Linked DNA regions of Mus musculus: regions 1, 2, 4 and 5 are each linked to region 3. The links are chromatin contacts, called in public Hi-C and promoter capture Hi-C maps. All regions are on one chromosome and are shown on one strand. Each heading gives the region's core, a stretch centred on a gene start, on an enhancer-like site or on the middle of the called end of the contact. The rest is flanking DNA. Distances are from core to core; before and after follow the strand shown.

Region 1 (2,700 bases), core at 124-2,623, 2.1 Mb after region 3:
ATCCATTATATTAGGTATTTTTTTCTGTTTACCTTTGTGTGTGGTCCTGAGGCTGACCCTCCTCCATAGGCATGGATGGCAGAGTGGTAAATTGCTGAGAGATTCTAACTTTACCTATCAGAAGCTTAACCAGCCTGCTCCCGCCCAGAAGATGGCGGCAAGTAGAAGCTTCCTCTCTTACTTCTGGAAGCGTGAGAGGCCAGCGTCGGGAGCAGGGCACAGCGTGCCTTGGGCAGGGTTGCTAGTTTAACTAGATGCAGCTTACACATTGGAAAGTTTTACCGGGGTTTTGAAGGGGATCCTCTGTTCCTTAATTGTGTGGACATAGCTTCATCCATACTGCTGAACCCCGAGTGGCTCATTATAGTCTAATCTGGCATTGTTTGATTTCTTTGACCCCCCTGACCCCCTGTTTCCCATCTGCCCTTGCTCTGTTTTCTTTCTGTCTGCTCCTTCTCTTTGCTTTACTTCTTTAAGATATGGATCCCCTGGTTTTTTTCTCCATGAGAGTATGGAAATCATTTCTATAGCAGTGTATCCTCTTCGTTGTTTTATTGACTGCTTTGATGAGTATCAACCCCTGTAAGGGGATGGAAGGCAATCCCATAGGACCAAATGCTGACAAGGGCACATAGCCAGGTAATGATCGTGTTGGTGTCACTTCCTCGTTACACTGTGTAGAAACAGACCGTTGTACAGTGGTGCGGATCATTTTCCTTTATAGCATTACCCACCCGGTGGCTGATCTAACATGTTCCGTGAGGCCTTTCTGTCCCTTTACCCTGGAGAAAGGCAGGACATTAGCATTATTTGGAAGCATAATTTTGTGTTTGCTTTTAGGTGTTACTCAACACAATGCTGAGTGGTAAAGATACCGTTCAGCACTGGAACTGGACCTCAGACCTGCCCTTGCAATGTGCCACTCACTCGGTGAGCATTCGATGGCACATTGACTCGCCTCATTTCTCCGGTTACAAAGAGTGGAGTGACTGGAGCCCGCTGAAGAACATCTCCTGTAAGCTTACTCTTACAGACCCTTGGTTCACATGGGCTAGATTGCTTAAGAGTAAGGGTTGGTATATGCCCATAGTGTTTTTTTGAATCCAGGTAGCTATCTTCCAAAGTGACCACCCCAGAACTGTGGATTAAAGAAATCTGAGACCCGCTCTAGAAAGCTGGGCTGAAAAATCATGTGTCTATTAAGTACAACTCCTCTAACAGAGAGATGTAAAATTCTGGCAGAGTGAGCAGGGGCCCCCGGGTCATCAGAGTCAGTAAAATGAAGTCCAGAAACCATCCAGTGTTTATTACAGGTGGACAGTCTGTGGAGCAACATCAGATAAGGGGGGCCGGAAGCAGCTGGATAAATAAGGAGACTCTGGGGCAGTTGAGCAAGACACTGTAAATATAACCGAGGACAGCTGAGTTCAGACAGGAAGGGACGGGAGCAGCAGAATCTGAGTTGGGGACCAGGTGCTTGTGTCTCCCAACAGTGTCTGTCCCTTTGGTTGGCTGAGGGGTAGGGGTGAGAGGCTGTCCACAGAGATACAAAAGATAGGAACCAGTTGGTTGGGAAAGGACAGTTTCATCTTTAATACTCTGATCTGTAGGCAGTGAGGTTGAAAAGGTCATTCGGGCATCCAGAGACATGGGCGTAGCTGGGGAATGTCCCTCTGGGAATCACAAAGGTGTATGTGATTGGAAGTGCTTAAATTCTGAAGGCCAGTGTATCTTCGGGAAAGGGAATTGGGACGCACGGAAGCGCTCCTGTCTACAGCACTACTGAAGGAAGGTCTAGCCTGAGGACTAAGAGTGGCCCAGAAAGTTCAGTGTGGTAGAACCCAAGAGAGGAGGGAGTTTGAAGGTGTTTGGATGATAAATCGGAAGGGGCCCTTGGATCAAACATGGGGCCGGTGAGTCCCTTCAGTAGAACGGTGAACTTAGAAGCCAGATGTCAGGGAAGAGTGAGGGATAAAGGGCACCAGAGGTCACTGTGTAAACACCAGCTGTTAGGAGTGGAGCTGGGGTGCGTGACCTTGACCTGCAAGGGCATTGATTAAAGCAGCAGCTGTGAGTTAGAGTGTGGAGGGCTTCCCCACTTGTTTGCTGAAGAACATAGGAGAGTTTCAAAAGAATCAACGTGAAACTTCTGAAATTATCGAGTGATTCTGTGTGCATCTTCTGCATGTGTATATAAACCCTTAAAAATTAACCTGTGACCTTCAACAAACGGCCTGTGATCAGGTTCTGTCCCTGCCTAAGTAAATAAGGCTACAGTTTCACTTTGTATTTGTGTCGTACTCCTTTGAAACCCGAGTGTGGTGCCTTGCACTGGGGGCTGCATTATTTCACAACATCTACAGTTTGCTTTGTAAATGTTGAACTGTTTTAAGCTCTCGAATGTGGTGGTTTATGCCTGTAATCCCAGCATGGAGCAGGGGCAGGAGGATTACTGCGAGCTTTAGGCCAGCCTTGGCTCCATGGTGAAATACAAGCCATTCTGGGTTACAGAATAATGCCTTGTTTCAAGATAACAGAATTGAGGCACTCTGTTGGAAAAGTGCCCTCCACTCAGGCAGTTCTGTGGCCCCAAGATTGATCCCCAGCATCTCCCTCAAAGCTGGGTATCGTAACATCGACAGCCCTAAGTCTCTGAGGGTGGGTAGAGATCAGAGCTTCTACTTCTGTCTGGTCTAGCTA
Region 2 (2,700 bases), core at 151-2,650, 3.0 Mb after region 3:
CATTTGTAGTTAAGGCTGTGGGGAGCGGGGCATAGGCTAATCCCTGAGAAACAGAGGTTTGATTATAAACAGGCATGAACCTAGTTTGTTTTTTATTGTAAGCTGTCTTTTAAACGTAAGATGGAGGCAGGCTGATTCTTCGAAAGGTCTCAGTACATAGCCCAGTCTGGCTTCCAACTACAGGTGCCTGCCTCTATGCCTGGACCTTGAGAGGCATTTACTTTGTCTCTGTAAAAGTGTAGTAATTTGGTATTCCCAACAGCAGGCACGATTCCTGACACAGTACATACTCGGTTTCCTAGAATCAGACCATCTGTTGAATGCATCCATTATTTAATATCCTTGTGCTCTGAGATGAGAACAGATGGATCAGATGAGTGTTCTCCCAAGGCAACAAGGGAGAAAGGTATACAGCAAGAACAAACACTTTTTTCTTCTTTTTCTTGAGACAGACTCTCAAGTTTACTACAAACTTGCCACACAGCCGAGGATGAACTTATCCTCCTGCCTCCACTTCCTAAATCCGCTGGCAGGACCCATCACACAGTATCTCCCTTCCCGCCTCTGTTTGTTTTGAGTTAGGAACACATTCCGTAGCACGCTATCTGGAACTCACCAAATGACACAGTAATCCTTTTGCCGAAACCATAGGACGCGTATTAACAGGCATGAGACACCGTCCAACGCTGACCTCCAACCAAAAAATTTCGCAAAGCCACAAAGCCAATGACCCAGACACGCACATGGGAAAATTCAATAAATTCTTTCTTGGGGGCCGGGGGGGGGGGTGGTGGTTGAGACAGTGTTTCTCTGTGTAGCCCTGTCTGTCCTGGAACTCACTCTGTAGACCAGGCTGGCCTCGAACTCAGAAATCCGCCTGCCTCTGCCTCCCAAGTGCTGGGATTAAAGGCGTGCACCACCACCGCCCAGCAATCCAATGAATTCTTAATTCACCCCCATTATTTGAAACGCTGTGAGTTTCTGGCTCACAGGTAAACTTTCTGGAACTAGCGATCAATTTCTAACTACTGTTAGAAGTTATCAGGGAACCACGGTAATGGATGTGTGCCACTCTTCAGCCGTCGCCACATTCCAAACTGGGGGTGGGGCTCAAAGCAAAGAATCAGCACGCGCGATGTCACCACCGCACAGGCGACCGCAAGGGGACATCAACCCCACTCCAGCACCCGAAGTTCCTCTTCCCTCTCCCCCCCGCCCCGCCCCCAGTCCCCTCCCCTCTCCCGTATCCTCTTCCCTTCTCCTCCTCCCTTCCCTAGGCCATCTCCAAATTCAACTCTAGTCTCCTCCCTCACGCCTTCGCCAATGTCCGACACTCAACTGCTTCCTCTTCCCGTCCCAGAAGCGGCGTCTTCCAGTGCCGGGGAGGACGAACCGGAAGTGCGTCATGACCTGGCGCCCAGTTATTCGTTTTCCGCGCGCGTTCCGAGGAGCGGTTTTGGGCTCTCTTCGTTTTTCTCACGGTTCTCCACGGGTTTGGAGTGTTTCTATAAGGCGGTGGCCACGATTGCCGACATGCCATCGGTGCTGGGCTCTATGATGGTGGCCTCTACGTCGGCCGCCGCCTCCCTGCAGGAAGCTTTGGAAAACGCGGGGAGGCTTATCGATCGACAGTTGCAAGAAGACCGCATGTACCCGGACCTTTCTGAGCTGCTCATGGTGTCGGCCCCAAGTGAGTGATCGGTCCACTGGACGCTCTGTTTCCCCACCATAGGATTCTAGTCCGATTCCCCTGTCTTCTTCTCTGTACGTTGGTGCCCTCGTGAACATTCAGAGATTAGGGCTTGGTTTCTTGAAAACACGACAAACAGCAACCGACTTTTAGCTTTTATTGCTTATTTCTTCTTGTCTACACTTTATTTACTGTAGATACTCGAGGAGGTAAGAGCAAACTCATTAAGTCCAAATGAGAAGAATCCTCTGATCCAGATTCCATTTCTGTGCATTTTTTGCTTCGATAATGCTCGCTCAGAAAAGCAAGCGAGTTAATTTGGAAATCTGCCGCGTTCTCTCAGAGTCATGTCATACGTGTAGAGTTAGTATATTTGTGAGTGCCGGGACTAACTAGGAAAGAAATATAGGGGTCAGAAGGCTAACTGACAGGGAGAGCAGAACTAAGTTTATCTGCCAACAGAGGAGATAATTTGGAAGAATTTGCCTTAACTTTTAAAACTTGTTACCAGCTAAAGGTTTGTGGAGTTGCATTAGTTGCTACAAAATGTTTCTTGTGAAATGAAAGTTGGAGAAAAACAGAAATGTAACATGCAGGTGAGACTTGGTGAGAAAAAAAAATGGGTGGGAGTAACTTAAACAGAATAATCAATCAAAAGTAGCCCAAAGCACATGAGCAATGACTTGTAAAAATCTATTAAGAGATTTTTATTTTTTTAACCAGAAATACTGACAGCAGCCAGATAGTGGTTGTCCATTCCTTTAATCTCAGCATTTGGGAGGCTGAGGCAGGCGGATCTCTGTGGGTTCCAGGCTAGGCTGGTCTATAGAGGGTGCTCCACAGCTGCCAAAGCTACACAGAAAAACCTTTAATCCCAGCACTTGGGAGGCAGAGGGAGACGGATTTCTGAGTTCGAGGACAGCCAGGGCTATACAGAGAAACCCTGGGGGGGGGTGGGGTCGTTGAAAAACCCTGTCGTGGAAAACTGAAAAGAAAAATACCAGAAGCAA
Region 3 (2,700 bases), core at 117-2,616:
CTGCAAGGTGAAAGACAGCAATTAAACAGCGACTGAGCAGAGCTACACCTCAGCACTACATTTCAATTTTAGTCAAACCAAGCCTCACTTGTGCTTCCCAGCAGAACTGTGAATGAGGCCGGCAGTGGTGGCGCTCGCCTTTAATCCCAGCACTTGGGAGGCAGAGGCCATACAATTTTAAGTGTGCGATACAATTTTGTTATCTGTAGGTACAGTAATGCAAGAGGACCCTAGAATTTATTTCCCATAACTGAAAGTTTACACCCGTTGACTAAATCTGTGTTGCTTCATGCTACTAAATTTATAGCAATTTGCCACCCAGTCTCCTAAGACTTATTTATAGTCCAGTTCAACCATTTGAATGCTTGTTTGCTTTCTCTCCCGTGTGCCCTATCTCCTCCCTCCTCTGATTTCAGTTTACTACTTCTGAGTGGAAAGGATTATACATTTTTCTTTCTACTCCCCTCCCCTAGAAGAAATTGGTACGATTTGCTAACAAAAAACAAAACAAAACAAAAAGCTTCCTTGGTGTTTGCTTTGTTCTGCTGTCCACTATCTTAAGATTTTTGAATGTGATAGACTAGCGATTCTCACATTTGTTTTAGAAAGTATGTAGATGGTATGACTGAGACTTTTCCCCAATTCATCAATGTTCGTACTATATTCTCCATGTTTCCTACTGGGATTGCGGACAGACAGTTGCATTAGCGCTAATCAAGGATGTCTAGGGTTACTTATTTCAAAATGATCTAGGAAAGTGTTTTATACAGTACAGACTTGCAAACTGTACTCAAGTCTAAAAGGGTCAGATTTCCTGGTGGCGGCGCGCTGGCTGGAAGCTGTTATTTAACAAGTTCCGCGTGTGATTCCTTGAGTGCGATCAAACAACTGGCCTCTGAATGACCACCGCGTGAAATCGAGTCGGCCCGAGTCAGAAGCTAACTAAGCTCCTACCCTCGCCGAGACACTTCGTGACTCCATCCTCTCACCAACTCTCCATACAGGCAAGCGAGCGGCCACATCAAAACGAACCTGGGAAGGCTGGCTTTCCCGGATCGGGATCCCAGTCCCAGCACTGCACAACCGCCAGGGGCGCCGCCACGCACTGGGTGTCTGACTCCCCTCGAGCCCCGGGACCGGAAACCAGACGGACTGCCAACACCGCAGCAGCCCCGACACCGCCAGAAACCCTCTCCAACCAGGAGGCGGGCCGCTGGGGAGGGCGGAGCCACAGCGCCAGGCACGCCCCCTACCGGTGTTGCAGCCCAATCGGCTCCCTGGCTCTCTCGCCCGGGAGACTACACCTCCGCACCCGAGGCCTGATAGGGCTGCACCAAGACCCGCCGGAAGTAGTTTCCTGGGCGGAAGCTTATCCACAGGAAGTGGCGGGGGTGCTTTCTCTTCCGGTCTCTTTGGCCTCGCCGGTAGAAGCAAGATGGTGAGTGTGGTTTCTGGGCTCTGTAAATCTCTCTCCATCCTTCTTCCTCGGGCTGTCCTGCCTGTTGCCCGGCGCGTCGGTGACAAGGTTGCGAGTGAGGGGAGCTGATGGGCGAGGAGACGGCGTGCTGTGGTCCGCAGGAACTGGAAGGATGGCTGCTGTGTGCAGAGCCCGGCCCACGGTCCTAGCGCCGCTGTGGGTCTCTCTGGGCTTTGGAGGAGACGTACGCACTGCAGCCCCGGGTGGGTGATCAGGACAGGCTTGGGGACATCTGTCCCCAGCCGCCGAGAAACCGGCTGCTTGGTGGGCAGTACCGCGACTGAGAGACGGGCAGAATGTTGTCCTTAACGCCTAAAGCCAAGGAGGCTTAGGTCCGCGCAGAGTAAGGCATTATAATGGTCGTGTGGATAGCCGGTAGTGCTTCCTACCTACCCTACCTGTGTGCTAAGATTTAAATCTTTACACCGTTTTGTCCCGTGTGGATCTTGTTTACGTCTCATCCATACTCATTGCTAAGAAAATGCCAGAGTACATTGAGAAGTCAGATTTCAGAGTTGCTTATATGTGGGGTTTTTTTTCCTGCTTTTTCTTTTAATGTGCAGACGAAGGGAACGTCATCCTTTGGTAAGCGTCGCAACAAGACGCACACGCTGTGCCGCCGCTGTGGCTCCAAGGCCTACCACCTTCAGAAGTCGACTTGTGGCAAGTGTGGCTACCCTGCCAAGCGCAAGAGGAAGTGTAAGTACTGTAATCCGCAGGCGGGCTTTTACCTTGACCTGAGGTAGCGATGTAATAGAAAACACATTTGGCACGCAACAACTTTGGAGGTTGGTTTGTTGGCTGAGTGGTTAAAACATAGTAATGACACTACTGAGAAAATGGGCTGACACTGGGTGCTTGGGAAAACCATTTGGAATCCTATTTTTTTTATTAGATAACTGGAGTGCCAAGGCTAAGAGACGAAACACTACCGGGACTGGTCGGATGAGGCACCTAAAGATTGTCTACCGCAGATTCAGGTACAGTTTTGGCTAAATGTCATTGGTCCTCCAGGGTAGGATGAAACTTTGCACTCTTACTGAAGGGTAGGAATGATACTGGGGTTTGGTGTGGGCCTGAGACGCCCACATTTGTCAAGACTATGAGTGGGATCTGGGGGGCAGCTTACTTGGATCTGCCTCCAGACTTTGCTCAAGTCTGCTAAGCTGTTCTGGGTGCCAGTCATAACATAGATGGGTATCTTTTTACTGGAGGCTAGGCCT
Region 4 (2,700 bases), core at 130-2,629, 2.0 Mb after region 3:
CTCTGTGAGCCATAGGTGCTGTGTCTAATAGAAAAGACAGAATACTGCAATATGAATACCAAGTCTCTCAAGTTGTGGGAAAGAATGGGGATAAAGGAAAAGCAATATGGTCCAACTTAAATGGGGGCGGGTTCAGCACAGTCCAGAAACAGTCATGGACAGCAGGAGGCACTTCATGTTCAAAATATGCACTTTAGTGGAGTTGGTCACTAGGATACTCTTAGTGACTTTATTTTGAAAGATGTTATTAAGAATTTATTTTTTCATGCAGTATATTTTCAGGTGTCTTGTTGCCCATTTTGGAGTTACATTATTAACGGGGGATATTTATTTTAGAAAATAAGCTTCATCCTGCCGATTTGCAAATTGCTGTAGATTCTAAAGTCTAGAATTTCAGTCAAAGGTCCCTCACAAACTCCTTGGCCCTGGCGCACCAGATAAATCACATCTGAAAACAAACAAGCGGCTCCCTATGGAAGGTGTGTCTGCACAGCCATGTGACTGCGTGCCAGTGGCTCCGTCTGGCACATTTCTGAACTTTGCAAAATTAATTGTGCTAAAGAGAACACCATCAAACGCGTCCGGCACAGAGCGTAAACATCTTCAAACCACGACTCTGCGCCATAAAACACTCCTACCAATTTCATTTGGTGCATTACTCTGGAAGGAACACCGAGGCCAAGTGAAACTGCGGAAATGGGAACAATGCACGGAGGAAAAATCTCACCCCATTAAGGGATCCGTTTCTTCTCTGCACAAATAAGCCCAACACGCCTCAGAGGCACGACTAGATGGCTCCAGGATGTTCTCAGTTGCCCCCGCAGGCCCTCAGGAGCTGAGAGGTCCCCTCACCAAGAAAGTAGGGGAACTGAGTGGCAGCGCCCCGGCTTGGGGGCAGTTTAGGTAATGCACAAAATCAGAAAGAAAGAAAGGAAAAAAAAAAAAACCCGCAGTAATTGGCGTCCGTGTGCCTTTTCGGGGCGACACGAGTTTCCTCCTCCGCGCACGGCTTGCAAAGTGCAATGACAGCGGTTTGGGAGCCGCGCTGCTTCCCGCAGGGCCGCCTGGGCTCCGCTGGCCTTTCCGGAGGCTTTGCACCCGCAGGGCCGCTGCGCTCTCGCCCGCCGCTCGGTGACCTTGCAAGGCTGGCCGCGCGACCGGAGTCTCGGCAGAGGCACCTCCCTGGGCGCCGGGCCCGCGCGCGACCCAGAGGCTCCGACTCACGCGCGGCCTCGCGGGCCCGCGGGCCCGCGTCCCCGTGCGCGCGGCAGGGACGGCGGAGAAGGCTGCGGGGGCGCGCGGGGCGGGGCCTGGGCGGGGCCTGGGTGCTGCGCCCCCCGCCGAGCTCCTCGCAGGCGCCGCCTCCGGGCGCGCAGTCTGCGCCGGAGCGTCTCGGCAGTGGCCGCGGCCGTTATCGTCGCCTGGCGCTGCGGTGGCTCGCGGGGTTGGGAGAAGGCAGCGGCGGCCGGTCGTCGGTGGCCGCTAGAGCCGGCCTGCAAGGGGACAGGGGCGCCAGGACGGCGGCTGCTACCACCGGACTGCTCCTTCAGGACTGCAGTCCTGTGCTGCAGGGTCCGGGCTGCCCCGGGGCGGCGGCCGACTGGGATGGCAAGATAGCGGCGCGGGAGCGGCTGGTGAGTGCGGGGGCGCGGCGCGGCAGCCCGGAGCGCGTGCGGGGGGCGCGTCCCCGGCTCTGGGGCAACGCCACTCGGGCTCACGCCGTCCGTGCCAGCCGAGGGGTCAACCCTGCAGCCCGCGCCCACGCGGGCTACACCGCGGGAAACTTGTGCGGCGCGAAGGGCACTGAGTTCCAAGGCCAGAGGTTACCAGGGGGATGGGCAGGACCTTTAATTCCCCATTCGGAGCTGCGACCTGCCAGATGGTTTCCTGCCCCTAAACCTCAGCGCTTCAGAAAAGTAGTTCCTCGTCCTTTCTGTTTTGATGGTGCATTTGACTGACCTGTCTGTAGTTCTAGGTGCTTGTGTCCGAAGGCGCTAAACTTATTAAACTCCCAAGTTAAAGTGTAGGCAAGCAAAGTTAGGCTTCCTAATGGATGGCTTTCCGGATGTGTTGTCTAAAGCACAAAGCTGAGATCGTGGACCCAGACGCACAGAAAACTGCACAGCAAGTGTTGTGAACTTACACAGGAGCTTGAGTTATGTGATTCTAGCCCCCACTTCAGCTGCCAAGACACACGAATCTTTCGTTTACACTAGGGTTATCTTTGGGTCCCTTTCTGTAGCTGTGTTTAATGCAGTCAGATACTGAAAGGACACGTGCGCTGTTACTGACTGACAGTTACATGCATTCTTTGCGTTTACTTTGTTTCTTTAAAGTGGGTTTTTCAGCAGAACTTTCAGTTTAAACTTTGCCATCCAATGCCTTCCCTTGCATATTTAACCCAGCAAATAATATTTGCTTAGAGTTGACCTGACTTTACGTTAGTCAGGAGTTCAAAAGCGGTGCCCACGTTATATTTAAAGCACCGCCCCCAGTGAAAAACTAAAGCATTTGTTTATTGCAACTGATGCCGTCCCCTCCCCTTGCAGGATTATCTTGACACAGATCTGAAGTCATACTCCACTAGGAGCAGAGGCTCCTCGGGTGAGACTGGCAGAGGGAAGCAAATCTCAGCATAGCCTGTGCTTTTAAAAAACACTGGACTGTGCTCTTTTCTTTCTCTCCCTGACTTTCCTTCTT
Region 5 (2,700 bases), core at 103-2,602, 2.1 Mb after region 3:
AGAAGCTTTAGCGGTGGCTTTAATATTTGGAGGTATTGCTGTGCTGCTGATAGCACCTTCTATTTGCTCTGTTAAGTTCATGTTATATTTATAGAGAAAAAAAAGGATTCTTATATTTAAATTAAAAAATCAAATTACTTTTTACAAAGTGAGAACCTAGCATTAGCAAGTAGCAAGATTATTGCCATATGTAGTCGTGCACACCTTTAGTCCCAGCCAGCACTAAGGAAGCAGGAGCAGAGGCAGAGGGATCTCTGAGTTGGAGGGCAGCCTGGTCTATATAGATCCAGGCCACCCAGGGCTACATACTGTCTCAAAAAAGAAAAGAAAAGAGAAATGCTGGTCCTTAAAGCAGGAGTTGTAATTTATTATTTCCCAAGAGAGCTGAATATTTCAGGAGTTTCTGGGAATGCATAAAAATTTCAACTTAATTTTGAAATATAGCAATTGACTTAACAAAAGTCCAGTCATTTAGAAGTAGGCAGTGGCATTAGAGAAATGTTCTTTGTCTTTTGTGGCTCAGACTTACCACGAATAACAGCCAGAGCATGAATGGACCCGACTTGAGCCTGTAAAAGTACAAGCCAGTTGTAGATTAGTTGTGAAACACATGTTAATATTTAAGTGCTAGAAAAGCTCACACATATGGTCTGTACTTTGGGGAATTCTCAATGGAGAACTTGTTCCCAGAAGGTTGAGTTTCTGAAGCCAAATTGTGTACCACTGTTACCTACAGGAACAGAAAAAGTGCAAAGAAAAGAGCCATGTGCTCATTAGGAAGAAAAAAAAAAACCCTAGAGATGGATGAATCAGTAAGTGGTAATGTGTGATATCCAACATCATAGCACAGTGTGATAGCAACCCTCCGTCCTTCACAAAAGAATTATAGAATTTATTTGAAATGACCTATACATTTGATCCAGTCCCCTTCCCCATGAACGACCGGCAGGAAAACTGATTTCAAGTCATCCAGTCTCTCTAACCCAGGGAAATTGATAATGAGAGATGACTTGAACTCATTCAAGATTAAATTGGAGATGATTTTTTTTTTTTTTTTTTTTTTTTTTTTTTTTTTTTTTTTTACTTAGAAGATCAATCTCAAGTTGTGGGGATAAGAAAAGAATTAGAAAATCACTTTGATAAGCTGTCAAGGAGAAATAATATTAAAAGGGAGGAAACCCCAGTGCATTCATCTTTCTGGTAGCTAAATGCTTGAAAGGGGAGAAATAATTTTAAGTTCCAGTTCAGATTTAAATCATCTGTCCCCTTCTGGCTCCAGCTGGCCTGTCACCATGGCAAACCTGTGTCAGCACTCCAGGCAGCCTGGGAGGAAGGCATAAGGACTTTTTTTTTCCTCACTGCCTCCCCTCCCCCTCAGAGCTGATGGTGCCAAAACACATGGGCAGAGGAAGCAGTGTTGAGAGTAGATGGCATCCCCTCCCCCCTTCTTGCCCGGCCACAGTGCAAACCAGCCTGCATACCCTGTCAGAAGCGAACCAAGAGTCTCATTATTCCAGGACCACAGGCACTACTGGCTGGGACTGGTTCCACCATTTTCAAGATGGCTCTGAGGGACACTGTCATATGTGAGGCTGTACAGTCCCATGTGGGCTCCTGAGATCACCACTGGTCAATCACCTGGACCACACTGGAAGATGTTTAACCTCTCTCTCAACCTATTCCTCATCATAAAGCCTGGGCCCCTGGTGTGTATCACAAGAATGCTAAGGCTTGTTATAGTCCAAGCATGTAACAGTCCCTGCAGGATAGATGTCTGCTTTCAACATGGCCCTCTTCCTGGCCAGCGATATAAAGGTATAACTGCTTGTATAAGAGTTTAGACACACATTCATGTGCATCCCTCAGCTTATCAGAAGGTGACAGTACACAGCAAAGGCTTTAGAAAGAGACCCTGAGGTCTGATTCGCTAGAGCTCAGCCAGAGCCACACTTGGCTCAGGTAACTTCTACCCCAGGCCTCAGGTGAGCATCCTTGGGACTGAGAAGGTCCTGTCAGCGTCCTTAAGTCTTCACTCCGAAGCTTACTTCATCCAGGCCTTGCATGTCCCCGTGGCACTGAGGACTTCTAGGGGCTTTGTTTGAAAATCAGAGGTGCCTGGGGGGAGGGCTGTTATTGCCAAGTACCCACTTGGTGTAGCATCCATCCCATTTCTGAGGCTCTGGAAGTCTTTGAACTTCTTTGAGGACAGAACGGGCAAAGTGCAGCCTTGGGTATCTTGCGTGGGGTGATCCCCCTCAGAGCTGATGAAGAACCCTCATTATACCTCTGTCTTTGGACTAAAAGTGCCCCGTGGTAGTGCTTTTATTAGTGGGCTAATCTTTATTAGACAAATCAATACTAAAGGAAAATTAGAAAGTGATAAAAGAAATGTATGTAATCTTGGGCAATATTGGCTCTCTCTAACATGTTACTTTGAAACAATTTGCGAGCTTGATTCACTTCTTGAATACATCTCGAAAATCTTATCAGCAGTGTTTCTAAGGCTGGATGCATAAAATACCAGCAGATAGATGATAGATGGATTGTCTAACCATATATAATGGATTTTTTTCTGTTACCCACCTTAAAAAACAAAACAAAACAAAAAAAAAACTGGTGGGCGATTTTGAATGTTAAAAATACTTGAATTTAAGAGACAATACTTGATTTTTGTACCAAGAGCCACTAACTTACATAAGA

The links. Promoter capture Hi-C pulls out the DNA fragments that hold promoters and counts their contacts. A called contact is a pair of places that touch in the nucleus more often than the background predicts.
Region 1: a promoter capture Hi-C map of liver shows a contact between it and region 3, with 2.2 times the contacts expected there. The contact joins the enhancer-like site here to the promoter of Rpl37 in region 3. A contact is called at or near these places in 4 of 39 promoter capture datasets (hippocampal neurons, liver and stem cell-derived epiblast-like cells) and 1 of 115 datasets of contacts at active chromatin or transcription factors (stem cell-derived neural progenitor cells).
Region 2: a contact with region 3 is called in a Hi-C map of B cells, with 7 read pairs. The contact joins the promoter of Nup155 here to the promoter of Rpl37 in region 3. A contact is called at or near these places in 6 of 39 promoter capture datasets (the C10 cell line, the HPC-7 cell line, hippocampal neurons and 2 more), 2 of 484 Hi-C or Micro-C datasets (B cells and CD8 T cells), 1 of 115 datasets of contacts at active chromatin or transcription factors (astrocytes) and 2 of 9 other capture datasets (adipose tissue and liver).
Region 4: a promoter capture Hi-C map of embryonic stem cells shows a contact between it and region 3, with 4 times the contacts expected there. The contact joins the promoter of Lifr here to the promoter of Rpl37 in region 3. A contact is called at or near these places in 3 of 39 promoter capture datasets (embryonic stem cells and liver).
Region 5: a contact with region 3 is called in a promoter capture Hi-C map of hippocampal neurons, with 4 times the contacts expected there. The contact joins the enhancer-like site here to the promoter of Rpl37 in region 3. A contact is called at or near these places in 7 of 39 promoter capture datasets (the 3T3-L1 cell line, 3T3-L1-derived adipocytes, embryonic stem cells and 3 more) and 1 of 9 other capture datasets (liver).

The regions. Positions count from the first base shown.
Region 1 is chr15:7,166,043-7,168,742 of GRCm38.p6, forward strand. Lifr (LIF receptor alpha) reads left to right here. Exons shown (of 20, transcript NM_001358593.1): 6 at 841-1,015. Among named protein-coding and RNA genes, the nearest start is that of Lifr, 38 kb to the left of the region's middle. Within about 2 kb of position 1,374, at least 15 of the 459 cell types and tissues checked have an H3K27ac peak or open chromatin away from gene starts, as enhancers often do. A contact at or near this core is called in liver, where this site is marked.
Region 2 is chr15:8,107,913-8,110,612 of GRCm38.p6, forward strand. Nup155 (nucleoporin 155) reads left to right here and starts at 1,401. Exons shown (of 35, transcript NM_133227.3): 1 at 1,401-1,690. The coding sequence starts at 1,534.
Region 3 is chr15:5,115,247-5,117,946 of GRCm38.p6, forward strand. It overlaps Rpl37 (ribosomal protein L37), which reads left to right and starts at 1,367. Exons shown (of 4, transcript NM_026069.3): 1 at 1,367-1,438; 2 at 2,041-2,176; 3 at 2,373-2,457. The coding sequence starts at 1,436. It also overlaps a transcript of Card6 not described here.
Region 4 is chr15:7,128,193-7,130,892 of GRCm38.p6, forward strand. It overlaps Lifr (LIF receptor alpha), which reads left to right and starts at 1,380. Exons shown (of 20, transcript NM_001358593.1): 1 at 1,380-1,634.
Region 5 is chr15:7,197,624-7,200,323 of GRCm38.p6, forward strand. No RefSeq gene overlaps it. Among named protein-coding and RNA genes, the nearest start is that of Lifr, 69 kb to the left of the region's middle. Within about 2 kb of position 1,353, at least 34 of the 459 cell types and tissues checked have an H3K27ac peak or open chromatin away from gene starts, as enhancers often do.